2 separate regions of the Mus musculus genome follow, and region 2 is linked to region 1. Evidence: chromatin contacts called from public Hi-C data. All regions are on one chromosome and are shown on one strand. Each heading gives the region's core, a stretch centred on a gene start, on an enhancer-like site or on the middle of the called end of the contact. The rest is flanking DNA. Distances are from core to core; before and after follow the strand shown.

The links. Hi-C and Micro-C count contacts between places; a contact is called where the count stands out from the background.
Region 2: a Hi-C map of muscle stem cells shows a contact between it and region 1, with 3 times the contacts expected there. The contact joins two enhancer-like sites. A contact is called at or near these places in 1 of 484 Hi-C or Micro-C datasets (muscle stem cells) and 1 of 9 other capture datasets (liver).

Annotation. Positions count from the first base shown.
Region 1 is chr15:84,700,516-84,705,272 of GRCm38.p6, forward strand. It overlaps Prr5 (proline rich 5 (renal)), which reads left to right. Exons shown (of 8, transcript NM_146061.4): 7 at 849-984; 8 at 2,203-3,158. The coding sequence ends at 2,672. Among named protein-coding and RNA genes, the nearest start is that of Gm41374, 11 kb to the right of the region's middle. Within about 2 kb of position 1,681, at least 17 of the 459 cell types and tissues checked have an H3K27ac peak or open chromatin away from gene starts, as enhancers often do. A contact at or near this core is called in muscle stem cells, where this site is marked.
Region 2 is chr15:85,597,734-85,602,092 of GRCm38.p6, forward strand. No RefSeq gene overlaps it. Among named protein-coding and RNA genes, the nearest start is that of Wnt7b, 18 kb to the left of the region's middle. Within about 2 kb of position 1,353, at least 139 of the 459 cell types and tissues checked have an H3K27ac peak or open chromatin away from gene starts, as enhancers often do. A contact at or near this core is called in muscle stem cells, where this site is marked.

The DNA of each region.
Region 1 (4,757 bases), core at 431-2,930:
GGAAAGTCAGGTCTCTGTGGTCCTGGGTCCTGGGATTCCACTGAAGGAGGTGATCAAGGCCAGAGCAGTGCTGCCCCCTGCTGGTTAGTGCGTGTCCTGCCACTTCCCAGCTCTTCTGCTAGAGTTCCAGCATAGCCTCTATACCACAGTGGCTGGTGGCTGGCTTCCGTTCTCCCATCTGCCACCTCTCTCAAGACTGAGTGGCTATTCCCTAAGGCCTCTATGAGCTTGCCGCCTGACCTCACCTTGGTCCCCAGGTGAATCCAGCCCCCACTGTTTTAAGTCTTGAGTTGCTTTGAGGTCTTGGCTGCCAGTCAGTGTGTATTAAGGACCTACTGTGTGCCCCTGACTCACTCCTAGGATCACAGCTCCTGCTGGGGGTCCAAATGATGGGGTGCCGGTCCCATTTAACAGCCACATGTGAGTTAATATAGATGAGAAAGTCCTCTTATTTCTCCCTTGTACCGTGGTGGGTGGGGGAGATGTGGCTTCATAAATTTACAGAAGTGGAATGGTGTCACACACCTGCAGTCCCAGCCCTCAAGAGTCAGAGACAGGAGGATCTCACATTGAAGGCAGCCAGGGACACATAATGAGACTTTATCTCAAAAAGCTCATGGGCTGGGGACCCAGCTAACCTGTCTAGCAGCCTCTCCTGGGTAGTACCAACTGTCTCTCAAAGGACCACCCAGGTCCTCCAGCACACCAGGGCTCTGTGACTTTAGTATAAATCACCTTATGTGGCTATAAGGGAGCCTAGCCTCCTGCCTGGGACTCCACCTGGGGAAGTGGGGAAGAGACAAGCTCCTGATGGACCAGGGTGTTTGACACCCCCCATTCCCTTGCAGGGGGTACATGAGTCCAGGGGTGTGACTGAAGACTATCTGCGCCTCGAGACACTGATTCAGAAGGTGGTGTCGCCGTACCTGGGCACCTATGGTCTCTATTCCAATGAAGGACCTTGTACCCATTCCTGTATCCTCGGTAGGTATTGACTAGGGCTGGGGCCACAGTGTTGGCAAAACCAGGATCCCACAGGGGACTAACTACAGTCACACAGAATGTCTGTTCCCTGCACCTGTCTAGCCTTGCTGTGTGTAGATGTGGACCTTCAGGGTAGACGGGGTATTGGAGGGTATCGGGCAACTCCCAGAACAGTGATGGCTCTCCACAGAGACCCGCCATGCGAAGAGCCTCCATCATCCCTGTGCTAGCTCAGAAAGGAATACAGAGAAAGTAGGCCCTAGAGAGCCTGCTGGGTCCCTCAAAAGCCTGCCGTGTCCTCCCTGTTCATTCAGGAATGTCCCTTGGGCACTTGCTGTGTACCAGCCCAGAGACCAAGCCCAGCCTTCCTTCATAGCTTTGGCCTAGCAGGAAAGATGGGTCAGTGAGCCCCCAATGGTAATCCCTGGGCTACAGAAGCGGATGCAGACTGGATCATAGGAAGAGGCCAGATAGGGTCACTTGGAAGGCTCCCCATCATTAGGGCTGCTACCTGGGGTATAAAGCCCTAGTACTGGGTGTCTTCCAGCTCAAACAAGTTAGAACTGGGGAACTTCACACCTCCCAGGACCTGTTTGGCTGTAGACACTTACCTGGCAACCAACCCCTCCTGATCCAGGGAGGCACTCTGACAGAGCTTGTTGTACTCAAGAGTGCCGCCTCATGGAGACTATTAGGCATTGCAGGGTCCTGCATAGAAGCCTTTCTTCTACATGGCCAATGGAATTTGGCTCTGTCCTCACTCTCTATTCTGCCAACGAGGCCTGTAAACAGCCGCTTCATAGCACTGCCTCGCCTCATCCTGCAGCTCCTCCATGCAGGCTTGTGCCCTGGGTGCCCAGTCTCACCTAGAAAAGCACTGGTGCCTCAGATCCATAGGCTTCACGGGGGAGAAAAATAAGACACGGATCTATGACTGACAAGGGGTCATTCACAGGTCAGACAGCTTACAGATTTGAACCTGGGCAGCCGAGGTCCCACGGTCTGTTCAGGCCAAGGCTGGGAATGTTAAAAGTTCTCCAGCTAAGGCAGGGAGCTCATACCCCTCCTTAGCAGGCAGGCTGGGAGTGGCCAGTGAGCCTTTTATTGGGTGTCCCTTTTGTGGATTAGATGCTTGACCAGAAGGTGGGACTTGGATGCTCAGAGGACACGTGGGCTGGCACCCACCATCTTAGTGTATGACTGTGTCTGTTCCTGCAGAGAAACGATTCCTACGCCGCTCCCGCTCTGGGGATATCCTAGCCAAGAACCCAGTGGTGCGCTCCAAAAGCTACAACACTCCCCTGCTCAATCCTGTGGCCGAGCATGAAGCAGAAGGCACAGCAGCCAGCGGCACGAGCATCCGCAGACACTCAGTCTCCGAGATGACATCTTGTCCGGAGCCCCAGGGCTTTGTGGACACGCCTGGCCAGGGCCCTTCGGGGACCTTCCGGTCTTCTCCAACACCCCACTCAGGGCCTTGCCCCAGCAGACTATACCCCCCTGCCCATTCCCCGGAACAGGGCCCAGGCCATGGCTCCCCATCCACCTCCAGCCCAGAGACTCTTGTGGACCAGATCCTGGAGTCCGCGGACTCAGACTCGGAAGGGATATTCATTGACTTTGGGCGGGGAAGTCGCTCCAGTGTGTCTGACTTTGAGGCACCGGGAGGCCGGCCAAGTGTTGTGTGATGGCCTGAGACTAGTTCATGTTTTTACTGAGCCCTGTGTGTTTGCGTGCCTGTGTATGTGTGTATGTGTGTGTGTGTGTGTGTGTGTGTGTGTGTGTGTGTGTGTGTGTGTGTGTGTGAGAGAGAGACTTGTTACTCTTGCCAGCCCCCGTCACTGCCTCAAGTCACTTTATACTCCCAGTCTGTTGGAAAACCCATCCACCACCCCTGCTCACCCGGACTGATTGGGACCCCCAGTTGGCACTGCCCAGATGCATACTCAACCACCTGGAGGATGGATGGGGTCACCATGTGCCCTCCTGCCCACCCCACCCTTGGTGCCCACACTTACCCAGGAAAATGTGAAACCAGCGGGCTCTGCCTATGCCAGCCCAGCCTGGCCTCCGGAGTGACGGGACTCAAGCCACAGTCAGACCTGCCTGCCTGCCTCCCTCTGCTCTGGGTGGCCACAAAATAGGAAGGCATGAAATAAATTTACAGCCCCAGACTCCTGTCTGCCCCCTGGTGTCCTTCTGGGACCTCCCCCCACCCACCCAACCACCCAACTTCCCTGACTTCGCTTTCCTGTCAGTCGCATTCCCAGGCTGGGGCCAAGGCCGCTTGTTCTTAGGTCCAGTGTTGCTATGTCATCTTTTTTTGTTTGTTTGTTTTTTTTGAGACAGGGTTTCTCTGTATAGCCCTAGCTGTCCTGGAACTCACTTTGTAGACCAGGCTGGCCTTGAACTCAGAAATCCTCCTGCCTCTTCCTCCCAAGTGCTGGGATCAAAGGCGTGCGCTACCATGCCTGGCTATTGCTATGTCATCTTAATGGAAGGGCCTAGAGCACATAAGGATGTCCCGAGACCTTAATGAGTGATACTTAAGCCTAAGACGAACCCTGAGAGTCCCTGGTCCTGGCCCTGGCATAGGCATTGACCCCATGCAGCCAGGAACAGAAAGGGGTCACGAGATCTACTGATCCTGCTCTTTGTTTGGTAAGAGTGGGAAATCGGGCAGAGGCAGAGGCAGGATGGCCAGATCTGGCCCAAAAATAGGACAGGAGGCAGCTATTTATGCTTGTGGGCCCATGGGATCTGCTGGAGATAGAGGATGGAAAAGCTCCTCCCAACCCTGAGTGGGAGAAACAACCTGTTCCAGCCGGGGGTGGCCCGCTCGAGCTTCAGTGTTCCCTCTAAGAGCACATGGTCACCTCACAGGGTGTCTTAGGGTTACTGTGCTGTGATAAGGAAGTCAAGGCAAGAGCTTGGAGGCAGGAGCTGATGCAGAGGCTGTGGGATTGCTGCTTGTTCTCCATGGCTTGTTCAGCCTGTTCCCTTTGTCTTGTTCTGAAACAGGGTCTCTCAACATAGCCTGGCTGTTCTGGAACTCACTACGTATACTACGTATACTAGGCTGGCCTCTGGCAACTCATGGAGATCTGCCTGCCTTGCCTCCTGAGTGCTAGCTAGGATTAGAGGCCTGTCCCACCACACCAGGTCCAGCCTGTGTTCTTATAAAACCCAGGACCACGAGCCCAGGGTTGACCCTACCCACAATGGGCTTGGCCCTCACACATCACACACCAATTAAGAAAATGCCCTACAGGCCTGTCTGCAGCTCTAGCTTATGAAACACTTTGTCAATTGAGGTTCCCTCATCTCGGATGACTCTAGCCCGTGTCAAGCTGACATAAAACTGGGCAGCACGCAAGTGCTCCCCCAGGCTCGAGACACGCAGGGCATCAGGCAGGAACCTGAATCTGGAGAGAAAGCTCAAGTTCCTAGCTGGAAACTAGCAGCATCGATGGAGGCTCTCAGGAAAGCAAGATAGGCCTGGGACCTGGCTTAGCTCTGCCACCCTGCCTCCCTCAACACCATCAAAGTCATTGTTAAACCTCACTACTCTGGAACCCCTCTGAGAGGTAGAAATTGGAATTATGGGTAGAGAGTTCCGCTGCGTCGGCAGTTCTACTGTAAGCAGAATGAAGTATCTCGTTGCTACTTCATAACTATAATTCTGATACCGTTATGAATCATAATGGAAATAGTCGATATACAGGATATCTGATATGTGACCCCTGTGAAAGGGTCACTGGGCCTCCAAAGGA
Region 2 (4,359 bases), core at 103-2,602, 900 kb after region 1:
TGAAGCAATAAATCTGTTGACCAGATTTGTCTGACGGAAGCAGCCATCTTTAGGGCCTTTCCTGGTGGATGTTTTATAATCAGGAGAAATGGACGCAGACTCCTGAAGCCCACACTGCCCACTGTGCCTCTGGCTCCTGGAGGAGGCTGGGGAAGGAACTCTCAGAGGTGCCACTCTCCTCTTCAGGGGAGAGTATGGACACGCTTCTGGCTTTTCAACAGCCAGGCTGGCTGTGGCCAGAAGCCATTGTCCTTTGGAGATGCCATGGAAACTGACAACAGCTGGTCCCTGAGAGCCTGAGGAGATGCACATGGCTAGAGATGGGGTTCTCACTTCTCAGTGCCGAGCTCCAAGAGTGAGCCAGGCAGGTCCGGTGAGAGAAGTCTGGCTTCGAGGGACAAAGGTGAGCTTGGCCAACACAGAGGACCTACATAGCGAGAATTTGGGCTTCTTTAAAAACCCACTTGTGTAATGTGATTATGTTTTTGTTTTAATCCCAGGTGTGGGATATGGGTCTGCGTCAGATTGTCCAAGGATGAGGCCACAAGTGCGCACTATGATAAAGCCAGGCTATGTGAAACTGCTGCTTTGAACTTATAATGAGCTTACAGAGTGAAGCGCTGCTTTGAACTTACTATCAACATCCTTCTGTAACTCCCCTTTTGTGTGATATTTGATCTATGAGGTAATTTTATAAAGAACTTTTGTCTAAGACAGTATAGGAAGGCCAGAGCAAAGGAATGAAGTGTGACATCCTCTGCTTCCTGGCTTACAGCTCCCCGTGGCTTGCTCGGCCTCCTTTCCTATAGAATCCAGGACCAGCCCCACCCCCAATGAATCAATCACTAAGTATGAAAATGCCCCCATAGGTTTGCCTGTAGCCCTTTACAGAGACATTTTCTCAATTGAGGTTCCCTCCTCTCTGGTGACTCCAGCTTGGGTCAAGTTGACATAAAACTATCCAGCACAGGCAGTGATGGTGATGACGATGATAGTGGTGATGATGATGGTGGTGGTGATGATGATGATGGTGGCGGTGATAAGGAAGATAGTCGCAGGGCTTTTGAGAATGAGATGGTTGGCAATGTCTTCTGTGGAGTCCAGTTTGCAAACTGTCCTCACCATATCATAGTCCCTGGGAAAGAGCCACAGCTTGGACCCATTTTCCATGGAAGTCATGGGGACAGTTGGTGATCTCAGGCAGCTCCAGCTCCTGGCCAGTCAGTCCCCACCCTGTGGTCCTCCAAATGTCCTTGACCTTCAGGAATTTGCCCAGTTCTGGATTCCTTCTCTATGGCCTGACAACTCCCAGTAGCTCCACCAGAGGGCGCTCTGTAGCCGGGAATGGGCACACTGGGTCCTAACCATGAAGCTGGACCACACTCCTGATACAGAGGGGAAGGGGCAGATTTTGGACTCTCGAGGGGCCTGGCTGCCAGGCCAAAGGCTGTGTGGCTTTTGCCTCTGTGGCATCGTGCTTTCCTGAAGGCTCTAGGGATGACTCATGGGGACCAGATTGGTGCTGGCTTGTAAAGATATCAGAAACGGGGATGAATCACCGTGAACAGTGATAGGGTGCGTATTTGAAGCTACAGCCCTGGGGACCAAGGGGTCTGTACGCTGTGACGTCACCCCCTGAGGTTCAGGGTGCTGGAATGGGAACATCAGTGGCCAACCCAGCCCCCAGGTGGCCACCAAGGAACTGGCGATCCATATAATTGTCTCCAGACACTTGGCTCACCCAGGTCCCTTTGGCTGCTGTGAGCCTGGGTACTCATGAATCTAATCCAGGCCTTACTGTCAATCCTCCAAGACTCAGGTCTGGAAGTGGGTTTGCAGGTAAGATAGTCGTGCTCTGCCATGCTGACCTTTCCGAGGGGGTTACCTGTGTGGCCATTCCACAGCCTTGTAGTGTCCTGTGAGGGTCACCCTCCTTCCTCTCCCCTGCTAGCTTCTTTTCTTTCTGTGACGTTTTATTACTACTGTTGGGCCATCGCTGTTGCTATTATAACATCCATGTGCGTGGCAAGCGGTCCGTCAGTCACTAGGCTCCACCCCTCTGTAAGGCTGGGCAAGTGGACTGCATTCTTTCCTTGAGTTCATTGTCAGGGTTTGAGGGAAGACCCTGCAGCCAGCCAGAGGAGGGGGGAGGCAGAGATGGGCCCCCACTGGGGAGGGCAGGCCTGGCAGGGAGGAGCCAGCACACTCAGGAAACAACTTATTCAGCAATCTGTCAGTCCTCTGTGAGGACCTACTAAGTGCATGGGTTTTATGCTAAGACCTAGGAAGGGTAGGGTCTGTCCTTCCGGGGTATTTATGAGGGACGGGGAGACAAACAGGCAAGCACTGCGGCTATGAGATGAGGGATGTGGGCTCAGGAGAGGTGGGAGGAGACAGGAGAGGGGCGGGGCCTGTAGGAAGGACAGACAGCATCTGAACAGGAACGCCTGACCGGAAGGGACGCTGTCAGGAAGGGCAGGAGGGCGGGTAGAGAAGAGTGTGGACCCTGGAGTAGACCTGGGTGGCACAATCTCAACAGATCTACAGTGCCAAGGACACAGCCATGCAAGGGCACCATGGTAGGGAAGGCTTGCCCAGTCTGAGGCCAAGGCTACCAAAAGAAAAGAAAGTCCAAGCCAAGATTCTCTGACCCCCTCTTACTTTCTTCCACCCCCCTCCCACAAGGCAGTGCTCCAGAGTCCCAACGGGTTCAAGGCTGGAGGAATCAGTTTGAGTCACCCGAGAGGCTCCTCCCCCTGGAATCTGAAGTTCTAAATCCCAGTGCCTGGGCAGTGGGTTCACTCGGGGACACAGTGGCTCCTCTTCTGTGCTCTGTCTTCCTGTGGGGCTGGGGGGGATGGATGGTCCTGGCCCCGGGCCACCCGCCAACACATTGTCTGCTAGTCTGGCCGGAAGCAGCTGCTGCGCAGGGCGGGTGGGGCCTGCGGGGGGGGCGGGGGGGGGCAGGGACTGGGAAAGCTACAGAAGCAGCCTGAGCCCTGGTGCTCCTTAGTCAGGGGTGGGGGGGGGCTGGGATGTGGAAGCTGGATATGGGGAGAGGGGGGCTGGTGCTGTCCCGTCCGTCCTTCCTTCGTCTACACACTTGCTCCGTCTCCAGGGCACCATCCCAGCACCTCTGACAGTAACCAATCAGAGGATTTTGTTTGCCTGGACAAGGTCGAGAAGACCAAGGGAGCAGCCAAGTCCTAATCCAAGGAGAAATGACCCTGGTCCTGGCCAACTCCTCATCTGAGAAGAACATGTCCAACCACTAGTCCCATGGGAATTTGGACCCTATACTCTCAGGAGACAATGGCGGGTGCAGCCGTCCAGCCTGGGAACTCATAAGTCTCTTTATCCCATGGCTCCTGCCCTGAACCAGGTCCTTTCTACCCCCAGCCCCCTCCTTCTCTCCCTCCTCAGCCCATGTACCAAAGCTTCAAAGAACACCTCCTGTGTGGACAACTATAGAGAAAAATGGTGTGTCTCAGCTGGAAGAAACCATTTTCGTCTGTCCACAGCTGACTCTATGACCTTGCTCATGAGGTAAAGTACGGTCCTTAGCACCTGCACACATGTGTTTGGACTGGCATCCACCTGTTCTGGCAGGTATGATCCAGGACCCCAGTCTGGATACCGTGTCTGTTAAGGGCCCAGGATGCTCTGGGTCACATGGTCACAGCTTCTGTGTGGTTACAGCTGTCGTTCACCCCTGCCCCTCATTCCTCAGAATGCTGCTGTTCTTTTCTGAGGGTCTGAGCTGCATCTCAGCAGTACCAGCCTAGGCCCTGACTCTTTACTTTCATATACAGCCATTACTGGGGTCTGGGCTCACTCTGGCTAGGGACCTTGTTTCTAGAATCTTCTGTTAATTTCCCTTCAAATGTTGTCTGTCTCACTTTTCAAAGTATCATTTAGGATTAAAAACTGTCCCAGGCCAGGCAGTGGTGGCACATGGCACTTGGGAGGCAGAGGCCGATGAATATCTGAGTTCGAGGACAGTCTGGTCTACAGAGTGAGTTCCAGGACAGCCGGGGCTATACAGGGAAACCCCGTCTGGAAAAAGCCAAAACCAAAACAAAAAAAACCAAAAAACAAAAAAAACAAAACCAAACCAAAAGCTGTCCCGAGTTGTCTGTGGCAGCATGTGCTGAAAATCCTAATACTCAGGATCTCAAAGCAGAAAGCTCCAGTGTGAGCTACATAGTCAGGCACTACCTCTGAATTTCATCTTTTAAAAGACCTGGGGGTGTGCCTCAGGAGCAGAGTACTGGCCTGCAGTGTATAAGGCCCTGGGTTCTTTGGGGGTGGGGGTGGGGGTGGGGGGGAACCAAACCAGATTCTCTGCTTTGCCTCCTG